Regions from separate parts of the Mus musculus genome. Here region 2 is linked to region 1. Evidence: chromatin contacts called from public HiChIP or PLAC-seq data. All regions are on one chromosome and are shown on one strand. Each heading gives the region's core, a stretch centred on a gene start, on an enhancer-like site or on the middle of the called end of the contact. The rest is flanking DNA. Distances are from core to core; before and after follow the strand shown. Region 1 holds the start of Casp8ap2 (caspase 8 associated protein 2). Region 2 overlaps Rngtt (RNA guanylyltransferase and 5'-phosphatase).

Region 1 (5,742 bases), core at 2,028-4,527:
GTTTGTACAGATGGAGGTCAGAAGAAAACTTGGGGGAATTTATTTTCTCCTTCTACTATGTGTGTCAACCTCAGTCAGCTTGTCAGGTTTGGCATCAGCTACTGGCTAAGCTATCCCACCCACCCTGAGCTGTCTTCAGAACAGCAATCTAACCGTGCTCCTGCTGTGCTTAACCACCTTTGGGTGCTCCTTGCTGATCAGGACAATGAACACACTTGCTAACAGTTCTGCAGAGGTCTTGCATGCCAGTCCTGTACCACTGAACCAGTGTTATTCTGTTCATGGTTCTTCTCCAACCCCCAGCAGCCTACGCAGATCACATGAGTAGCTCTATGAGCACACTTGTTCTCTCCCGGTCAGCAACTCTGAAAAGTGCAGACTGTCTGCTCAATACTCTACCATTATTTAACTGTTATTTTGGCCAAAGTAATGTCCCCTAGGCACAATGTCGTCCCACTAGGTAAGGACCTCTGATATGTTCTTCTTTGGGTTTTAGGGAGCATATGGGTGAGAGCATTGAGACAGGGCTCTCCATGTAGCCCTGGCCATGCAGGAGGTCAATCTGTACACAAGGCAGTGTGCAAACCTAGAGTTCACTTGCCTCTGCCTCCTCAGTTCTGGGACCAAGGGTGTGCGCCACTTCACCTCACATTGTTCTATATCTTTATACCACTGTGTCCTTTCCCTAGAGGACTTCTTTCCACAGTTCAACTGTTGCAGAATATTTATCACACTGCAAACCCAGGATCTTGTTATTTACCTTTTTTTTTTTTTTTTTTTTTTTTGGTTTTTCGAGAGAGGGTTTCTCTGTATAGCCCTGGCTATCCTGGAACTCACTTTGTAGACCAGGCTGACCTCGAACTCAGAAATCCGCCTGCCTCTGCCTCCCAAGTGTTGGGATTAAAGGCGTGCGCCACCACGCCGGCTCTTGGTATTTACTGAAAAGCTCTGTTTCTAGTTGTGTGTCTTGGCCCTTAGCACACACCTTAATTCTTCTGGCTGGAATACAGACAGGCCCTCAGTACACTCCTGTAATTCCAAAAATGAAGGTAGAGTTTGTAAAAGGAAGCACCCATGTTTGAAAGCGGTGTCCAATTGAGTGGCAAAGTGCTGAATCAGAGAAAGATTTGACAGAACAGAGTATGCTCAACTCTCACAAGAGTAGAGAGGAAAGGGAAGCTACTAAAAGAGCAGTGCAGAGAGAAAAAAAGTAAAAAAGGAGAGAAAGCAGCTTTACTGGGACAGGTGTACAGAGACAGGTTGCAGAGAGAGAGAGAGAGAGAGAGAGAGAGAGAGCGAGAGAAAGAACAAGCTAGACACAGGAAGACAGAACAAGCCAGACAGGTCAGAAAGAATGAGAAAAGATGAGCTTACTCAGCAATAAGTCTCAGAGGCTGAAAACACTCCAGGACTAGATTAGATTGTACAGCAGCTAGAAGCTTTCAGGACTCAGGCAGTAAGCTTCGGAAATGACAATTACATCAGGTGATTAAAGTTACATTTAAATTCAACTCTACATTCCCGTGGGATTTGAGAAAACACGTCCACCTTGCTGACAGTACAGGCCCAGGTTGGACAAGGGTCATCTGTTTTGTTCCCCACCATCATCAGCTCTTAGCACTGTCTGGCATAGCGGTTAGTAGTTAGTAAGTAATAAAATAATTTGTTAAGCTAATGAAATGCCAAATTAGTTAAAGATGATTCCGAAATTTCTACCTCTGATAAGGTGGAAGGCATTCTTTTAATGGTAATGGAGAAATAAAGAAGACCCGGTGAATCACTTGTACAACAATCAGGTGAAAATGTCGGTCTGGGTTAGAAATAGAGTTGGATCCCTAACAGATTTTTCTTAAAAGAAAAGGAGAGTTAAGATGATTTGGGGCTCATTAGCATCATGGTGACAGGTATATTAAAAAAAAAATTACAAGTCAGTGAGTCTCCCAGGGTGGGAAGATAGGAGAAGAAAGAGAGAGAGAGAATATGAAAGGTAGAGGAGTGAGAGAGATCTTTCTATACTTCTTCTCATCTCCCATCTGAGTTACTACTGAGAGGAGTGGTACACCTTTGAAACATGCAGAGGCCAAGTTTTAAAAACCAAGAAGCTAATGATTGATTAATAACAGCTGCTGGGCTAGGAAGGTTGCTCAGTAGTGTGCAGTCCTCACAGCTTTGAAAAGGCCAGTCCCTAGCACCAAAATGTTCTTTAAAAATTTTACAGGTTGATAACCATTATCTGGAAGGATAAACAGCTTCAACAGATTCATAAGCAAATGCATAGAGAAAGGGGTCATCTAATCTTTTCTGAAAGCAGTATGAAGTTCAAATTTTTCAATACACAAAAGCATACATTTGTAGAAGGAAAACAACCAGGCAAAAGCTAAGAGGCAAATCTCACTCTAGGTTCTGAGGATGAGACAGGCATGAAAAGCAGCATACATTACACAAGTCAAGTATTGATATAAGTGCGCTAAGTACTCCTTTAAATTATCCTGAAGCTCCTATCAAGTCTATATTATTCCTTATCCCGTCTAAATAGATGAGGAACCTAACAGAGCCAATTAGAAAATCTGCTGCAGCCAACAGCTAGAAAGTGGAGAGCTGGGATAAATTCCAGTCAGATGTCAAAAATCAAAAACACCCCTTAAAACATAAATCTCTGGACATATCCCGTAAGATGGCAGGAAATACTATGGAAAAAAAATAATTTGGGGTATGGTAACAGAGCCAAGAAGTCTTGCCTAGTGGCCTAGTCCCTTCCAAGGCGGGGTTGAAGCTCATAGGAGAAAGGCCTTCAGCGAGAAGTTTGGTGTTGGTGTGGCGAGAAAAGACCGCCAAGAGGATCCTTGAAGCACTAATGCTTCCTGAGAATTCTACATTCCCATGTCAGGGATGGTTCGAGGCGCTGCGGAGAGCACATAAACAACTTCTTCTCTCAAGCTTTCAGCTTGGGAAACTGCCCCTGTCACTGATCGCCCGACCCTCGGGACAGCCCCTTCTCCACACTCACCGAGAGCTCGGCAGTAGGGACTTGGGAGACACGGGTGGGGGAGGGGAGGGGCGCGCTGTAGACCCGGCGATGTTCCGGGTGCTCGCCCCAGCGCCCCCCGAGACGCTCCGAGGGGCGCTCCCCGAGGACGGCAGCTGGCTCCTCGAGGCCCAGCCAGGCACAACCCTTCGCCCAGAGCGTAAGCCATCCCAGGCGGCACCCCGCTGCCTCTCCCCAGCAGCCCCGCGACAGGCCCTCAGGAACTTACCCGGCCGGCCAGCCCCGCACAGCGGCCGCTGTCCGGACGCCAGGCGCTCCGCCGTCTCCACCAATCGCAGCTCACGGTAAGGACGCCAGGGCGGGACCGAGCGCCGACAACCAATTAGATAAGACGCAAAGCACGTCTCGGCGCACACAGCCAGTTCCCGCCATTGAAGGCGGAAAAAAAGATTCCAGTTGGCGCCAAACTCTGGTACTTACTCTTCTGTGGCTCCGAAGGGAAGTGGGCGGGCCGTGACCTCAGTGACAACGGGGCGGGGTTTCTCCGCGGAAAAGACGTCACCAGAGCGGAAGTGGGGCGGGTCTGGGAGACGCTAATGAAAGGGAAAGTAAAGGTGGAGGCTCCTAGCTGTTTTGGCTGAGAGCAAGTGGAGAAGGCTTGAGGTCTTTAGTGTATAAATTGTGTCAGCTGCGCGCTAGACAGCGCTAAGATCTGACCTTTAAGATGCCATCCTGGATGGTGAACGTAGCGTAGAATTACTAATTCAGCGGGATAGAAGAAGGTTTTTGTTTTTGTTTTTCCGTATTAAACTTTTTTATGTAAAGCCGGGCGTGGTGGCGCACGCCTTTAATCCCAGCACTTGGGAGGCAGAGGCAGGTGGATTTCAGAGTTCGAGGCCAGCCTGGTCTACAGAGTGAGTTCCAGGACAGCCAGTGCTACACAGAGAAACCCTGTCACGAAAAACCAAACCAAAAAAAAAAAAAATATATATATATATATATATATATACATATATATATACAATAAATTATTTTTATCGTTTTTCCCCTACCCGAACGCATCTCTGATCCCACCTCCTTACCCACCGAACTTCATGTTCTCTTTCTCAAAAAAAGAAAGAAAAAAGGAAAAAGAAACAAAAAAGAAACCAGTAAGAAAAAACAAACAAAGCCAAGACAATACAAAACGAAACAAAAAGCTCAGACACAAAAACATGGAATTCAATTTATATTGGTCAACTACTCCTGGGTATTGTCCCTTCCCCAAAGTCTGGCTGATAGACCAGTGCCACTCTACTAAAGAAAACTGCTGTCTCCTTTCTCTGCAGGTTGAATTCAACTGCAAATACCTCCTCAGGCTTGAACCCCAACGGGTCTTATGAGGGTTATCGGCCTCTGCATTCATATATTTATTAGTCCTGTTGTGTCTGTTCCTTGGATGACACAGTTCTTGGAGTCATCCGCCACCTCTGGCTGTTGAGAGTCTCTCTGCCTCCTTTTGGGTAATGGGTCCCTGATCCTTGAGGCAAAGGGTTTGATGAAGGCGTCCCATTTAGGGCTAAGTGCTCCAAAGATTCACTCTCTGCCCATTGTTAGTTGCTTCCTACTGTAAGAAGTTTCTCTGATGAGTCTTGAATAATGCAGTGATTTAGGGGTATAGCGCTATGTCGTGATGAGTATTTTATTGGCCTTTGCAGAATCATAGTAGTAGTTTTACCTCTAGGCTTATGAACTATCTAGTCTCAGGTTCTTGGCCATTTGAGCAGTGTCAGATATGGTCTCACTGAGCAGACCTTAAATCCACACAGAAAATGGTTTGTTATTCCTATAGCATGCACGTCACTATTGCACCAATATGTGCAGGGACCCATGGCGTTGACCTGGCATAGATGCCTTGAGAGTCATGCAGCATAGGTTTCTCAGTTTAGAGTCCATGGCTCCTGAAGCACGATGCGCCTTCCCATTCCTGAGAGACCAAATGCTTCAGGCAGTGAAGTACTCAGTACTCTTTGTGTTTCTATGTATGGTCGCTCAGAAGCCAAAGAAACATGGAAGGAAGCTTGACAGAAAAATTGGTCTTAGCATTAATTTTGTATACCCTTTATAGTTTGCAGACATCATTGTACCCTGGCAACAGCAACTGTATTGAGTCTGGTAATTGCCATTAAATTCTGTTTCTGATAAAGGCGTAAAATGTCTAATTACTCTCAAAATTGCCACAGTTTCTCCCACTAGCCTAGTTTGATTTCTAACAGCCGTTTCTACCCTGGCCCGGTCAGTAAATGAAGGAACATACAAATATGTCTTGCAGGCATTCCTGTTGTAAATGGCAGGGTCTATGGCTGGGTAATATTGATGATCACCCTTCACCTCCAGGAACATCCAGAATACCTTTCCAGCACCGTACTAGTCAGCAGTGGTGAAGGTTCTAGTTGGGCACCAGCTTAACTTTCCCATGTTCTTAAATATCACCTCACAGTATTTTCACCTCATAGTGGTAGAGAATGAGTTCATGGCGTATGCGAAGCACGTGATCTACCACGGAGCGACACCTATCTCAGGACTCCTCCAAATAAAAATGTATCCACAGTCCTTAGATGAAAGTATACATTTGACTATTCATTGAATAATGTATCATATGCCGGGCATGGTGGCGCACACCTTTAATCCCAGCACTTGGGAGGCAGAGGCAGGCGGACTTCTGAGTTCGAGGCCAGCCTGGTCTACAGAGTGAGTTCCAGGACAGCCAGGGCTAT
Region 2 (5,742 bases), core at 1,711-4,210, 720 kb before region 1:
ATGGCTCAGCAGGGAGACACTTAGCTCCCAGCCTAAAGACCTAAGTTAATCTCAGGGACCCACATGATGGAAAGAGAGAGCCAACCCATACAACTTACCCCCTCACCTCTATACATATTCTGAGGCATACACCTGCCTATATGAAAACACCACATACTCACATACATAGTAGATAGAGATAGAGACAGACAGACAGACAGACAGACAATTCAATTTTAAGTCAGGACTGGAGATGTAGCTCAGAAACAAGACTGCTTGCCTAGGATGCCCTGGGTTCTAGCACTAGCTCCACTCAACAAGCACTGTTTAGGGTTAATAAGCCAAGACCAGGAAGAATAAACTGCAGCCAGTGAAGACCAGCAGTGAAGTAACTACGATGGAATACTGAAAGGAAAGGGGACATAAGGATGCTGGTGAACTATATTAACAGCATCTCACTCACGGCTCCAAGGAGAGAGACGTGGGACAGCATTCAAGTAGTTAAAGGTAACAATGGCTGAAAGCAGTCGCTTTGTGGAGTAGAACTGATGGGAAGGAAGAAGGAATAGAAACAGACTATAACTTTTATCCAGTATAAGCTTTGCAGTATTATATTGCTTATCTAAATACAAAAACCAAAAAAGAAACAACTATACATTACTATTAAATAGAAAAATGTTTGATGAAAAGGAAAAAATATTAAGGATTACAAACATGAACCACATATGGTTTCCTTTATTCTGCTTTAAAAAAAAAAAAACTTATCACCTTTCTTAGACACAGAATTAAACTTCTGCTCTGATGATCAGAACATCTGTAATCCAAATTGCTGAATCTGAAACTCATGGAACACTGATCTGAAACCACACTATTGCAAAACTGTTAGGTAAAATCTGTATGTATTTATTGGATCTAATTACCTTTAAGACCATTTCCATGAATCCCATCCCCAGCAAATCCAATTCCAATTATGTGTAAATCTTTCATACCACTCTGGCTCCCAGTATTTCAGATAGAGTGTTTACCCATAACAGCAATAAATATTAATTCTACAAGCTACTGCTCACCCACTAAGTGACAGGTACTGTGCAATTCTAACTAACATTACAAAACAAGGTGAAAGAAACCAGCATGGTTTTCCTACAGCTTATTTATAATAGAACAATAGTTATCATGTCCCATCTCCATGAAAGATCTGAAAATGGGGAAACGGAGTCAGGCAGAAAAACTGAGGAGTGATGTCTGAAGGAACAAATACCCAATTCTTAACACCATTATCCTAACAGAGTAGGGCATTTTCATGGGAAGATGTTCTCTTCTGGAGGTTTTATAAAGAAGACATTATGGGAAAGAAATAAATTAAAATTAAAATAGCCAAAGTTTTTTTTTTAAATAATGAAGACATCATTTGGCAATACAGAAAATACTGTGGCAGAGCTCACATGCATGAGACCCAAGATTCAATTCCTAGTACCACCAAAATTAGAAATAGTTTCTATGCTCTCCCAGAGGTCCTGAGTTTGACTCCCAGCAACCACAAGGTGGATCACAACCATCTGTAATGGGATCTGATGCCCTCCCTCTTCTGGTGTGTCTGCAGAGAGCAACAGTGTACTCACATACATAAAATAAATAAAAATAGTCCATATGGCTGAATTCCAGATCCACTCTTGCGGCTTTTTATACTGTGGCCTACATGTTCTTCCCATGCATGCAGTATAAACAGGTCTGATGGCTCATACCTTAACCCCTGCAATAGGACTGCTGCAGATTCAGAGTAGGTGAGGCTAGCCTAGGCTACAAAGAAATCCTTTCTCAAAAAGCTGTTAAAATTCATTTAGACGTATACAAAACTAACAGAAATCTGAAGCCAACTATTCAGCAGAACGAACTAAAACTGCTTATACAGCTTAGAATACCAATAAAATAAAAGCTATGTAATTTCTGAAACACATTTATTTTGCTGTTCAAGTCAGAAACTCAAGTCCTGAGGAACTCACTCTCCCTAATAATGCAATATTCATTCTTCAAGCATTAGTTATTTCTGTAATTATTTTTTAGTAGTGGAACTTACCGAGTGCCGTCTGCTTTCCAGCTTACTTTATAAGGCTTCTGCTCTAAAAGTCTAATATTTTGCTTGTCCATGGAGACAGGCTGTGCTCCAGGGAACCCAGACCTTAAAGAAAGAACATTAATTACTCTGTCATGGCTACAACTCATATAATGCAATCTTGTGTTAAACCAATCTCAAATGTCTCACATGTTGATCACAATGTTCTTCCTATCATGAGAGTAGTTTCAAATGGAGTAACATCAACTATCACAAAAGTTCTAACAGAAGACTATCATTCTCAGCCAGGAGTAGTGGTGCATACCATTAATCCTAACACTCAGGAAGGCAGAAGCAGGTAGATGTATGGATTCAAGGCCAGCCTGATCTACAGAGTGAGCTTCAAGACAGATACACAGTCTCAGGGGAAAAAAAGTTTAACAATTTCTTGACATTTTAAAATACAAGTTTACAATGGACTAAATTGCCACTGTTGTAATATAAATATTGGGCTAATTTAAGAATGTTATTATATAGGACTGGAGAGGGAACTCAGTGGCTAAATGCCTGTTATGTAAAAAGGAAGTGTTAGGGTTTCCAGCACCCATGTAAAAGCCAAGCCTGGAAGCAAGTGCTATAATCCCAGCAGTAGGAGAGGGGAAGGGGCCAGGGGTGCCCTCGGGTCTGGTACTGTTAAGGTAATTAAGCTAAAATTCAAGCTTTTCTCTGAAGTATGAGACACACCTGCCCCAGGCTGTGAAGTATAAAACACACCTGCTTTGCCCTTCAGGTCATGCGTACTAAATTTGAGGGGAAGCACAGTGCAAGCAGAGGTGGACACTGGGAGTCTTCCCCTGTTATTCTCCACTGGTAAGATCAGTCTGACATTAGTCAGCAGCAGCAGACACAAAGGGATCAAAGAAAAACTCTGCTGACAACAGCAGTGCTGCATTCTCCAGGAAGAGCTGAGTCATAGGACCCTGACTCAGCATGACCTTTACAGATTTCCTTGAAAAAACCTGAAATCCTCTTAAGCCCTCAATGTTCACACTAACTTTAAGAAGCAAAAATGCCCAATTAATGTCTGCATTAGCTGTGTTACACAAAGAATAAATTTTATTTAAAACTTGAAAATACTTCTTACCCTTCCCAGCCACAGAACTGATGACATTTCTGCTGCACCTCTCCTAACTTGGGTTGAGTTGTTACTTGAGTTACACCTTTAACAGTTATGCCTTCCAAGAAAATAGCTCCCTTTAAAGAAAAGAGGAAAAAATTACAATAAATATATAAGTGTGTATAAGTCTATACACACACATATAATTAGAGGACAAACATATTTACAAAGAAATAAATCAATTTATTCTCACAAACCTAAGAAGATTCATATTAAACAGAAACAATTTATTTTCACAAGCCTAGGAAAATTCATATTAAACAGAAACAGTCTGTCCACCTGCTGTACTAGTGACATCTATAACCTACCAGTTACAGAGGGGGCTCAGGCAAAGAGATTATAATTCTAAGGCTACCTTAGGCTATATAATAAGACCCAGTCTCAAAGCTAAAAAAAACAAATGGTGTACTCTAGGAAAGTCTATAAAATCTTCTAGGCTTGGGTTTTTATACTTTTTAAAACTAAAACATTAGTCTAAATGTATACTAAATTAGTTTCAGGTACAAAGGGCTACTGCCAGTAGTATCAATAAAACTATATAACAACTTTGGCTAATAAAGAGTAAGAAAATCTGGTCTACAAGTTGCAAAGTTCAACCTTCTGGCCAAGACTTGGCAAGCAAGGCACTTGGGAAGAGGAAGAAAAATATTACAAGTGATTTAGATAGATAGATAGATAGATAGATAGATAGATAGATAGATAGATAGATAGATAGACAGACAGACATCACTGTGTGGGAGCGGGGACTGAAGAGAAAGCCAACGGTTGAGAACACTGACTATTCTTGCAGAAGGACCCTGGTTTAATTCCAAGCAGCCACAGGGCAGCTCACAACTATCTGGAACTCCAGTCCCAGGGCATCCAACACCATTTCATACTCCCATGGACACAAGACATACAAGTGTTACACACACATACATGCAAGCAAAAGACATGCAAGTGTTACACATACATGCAAGCAAAACACTCATACACATAAAATAAATCTTTAAAAAGAAAACACACTTCTAGTATCAGCTGTGATGATACCTGTCATTCCAGCACTATGGTAGCTGAGGCAGGAAGTCCACAAGTTTAAGACCAGCCTGGGCTACACAGTAAGTTTGAGGCTAGCTAGGCTATATACTGACAGCCTATCTAAAAAGAACTTTTAAAAATCAGTTGTTTAATAAGGCTCTTTCTAGCATTAGAAACTAAATACCAAAAATATATTCTAAAAGCAAAGCTCTAAGACCTGTAATATACTGAGAATACTCAAGTTGTGTCAATATCCCTGTAAAATTATCTTAAATATGCCCAGCTGTGCCTTGTACCCGAGAGCCTCTCTCTCTTAACCATCATGCTTACAGTAAATATTAAAATATCTTTTTTCTTCTTTCATATGTTACATCTTCTCCCTTCTCTCCACCAAGTCCCTTCCACTTCCCAAGAACCACTCTTCCTGTTTCCCTTCAGAAAAGAGCAGGCCTCCCAGAGATATCAACCAAATACGGCATATCAAGTTACAGTAAGTCTAGGCACATACCCTCATATCAGGGCTGGACAAGGTAACCCAGTAGGAGAAAAAGGGTCCCAAAGGCAGACTAGAGTTGGAGACAGCCCTCAAAGAACACCAAGTTATACAACCATAGCATATATGCAGAAGATCTGGGTCAGACCTATTATATAGGCTCCCTGGTTGTCTGTTTAGTCTTTTTGAGATGCTATGAGCCCTGTTTAGTTGATTCTGTGGATTCCTTGGTGGTGTCCTTGAACCCTCTGGCTCGCACAATCCTTCCTCCCCATCTTCCATAGAATTCCCCATCACCTCCTGATGTTTAGCTGTGGGTCTCTGCATTTGCTCCCATCAGTTGCCTCTACAATGATAATTATGCTAGGCTCCAGTCTTTGAGTATAGCAGAATATCATTAGGATTCACTTCACTGAAATTCTTCCCCTAGTGTTTGGCTCTATCCTTGGACTCTGGGCTTTCCAGCTGCTGGTTCCTGGCCCTCCAGGCAGTGTCAGGCATGGGTTCCCTCTTGTGGCATGGGTCTCTAGATGAACCAGTCATTGGTTGGCCACGCCCACAAGTTCTGTGCCACCTTTAACCTAGCACATCTTGCAGGCGAGGTAAATTGTAGGCTGAAGGTTTTGTGGCAGGGTTGGTGTCCCAATCCCTCCACTGAAGCCTTGACTGGTTACAGAAGATGGTCGGTTCAGGCTCCATAACCACCATTACTTGGAATCTTCACTAGTGTCATCCTCATAGAGTCCAGGGAGCTTCCACTGCACGGTTTCTACCTTGCCCCTACTCATCACTGAATGCTCTCTCCTTCCATCCCCCCCCCTCATCCCCTCCCATTCTCATCCCTACCAACCCCCAGTCCACTCCCAAAATCTATTCTATTTCCCCTTCCCAAAGAGAGTCATGCCTCCCTCCTTGGGCCCTTCTTGTTACTTAGCCTCTCTGGGCCTGTGGACTGTAGCATGATTATCATTTACTTTACAGCTAATATCCACTTATAAGTGACTATATATCCTGGTTCTCTGGGTC

The links. HiChIP or PLAC-seq counts read pairs in DNA pulled down with a chosen protein or histone mark.
Region 2: a contact with region 1 is called in an H3K27ac HiChIP or PLAC-seq map of trophoblast stem cells, with 6 times the contacts expected there. The contact joins the enhancer-like site here to the promoter of Casp8ap2 in region 1. A contact is called at or near these places in 2 of 39 promoter capture datasets (liver and neutrophils), 2 of 115 datasets of contacts at active chromatin or transcription factors (bone marrow-derived macrophages and trophoblast stem cells) and 1 of 9 other capture datasets (liver).

What each region holds. Positions count from the first base shown.
Region 1 is chr4:32,613,005-32,618,746 of GRCm38.p6, reverse strand. It overlaps Casp8ap2 (caspase 8 associated protein 2), which reads right to left and starts at 3,277. Exons shown (of 11, transcript NM_001122978.2): 1 at 3,255-3,277.
Region 2 is chr4:33,335,404-33,341,145 of GRCm38.p6, reverse strand. Rngtt (RNA guanylyltransferase and 5'-phosphatase) reads right to left here. Exons shown (of 16, transcript NM_011884.3): 7 at 3,174-3,283; 8 at 2,054-2,155. Among named protein-coding and RNA genes, the nearest start is that of Rngtt, 28 kb to the right of the region's middle. Within about 2 kb of position 2,960, at least 102 of the 459 cell types and tissues checked have an H3K27ac peak or open chromatin away from gene starts, as enhancers often do. A contact at or near this core is called in bone marrow-derived macrophages and trophoblast stem cells, where this site is marked.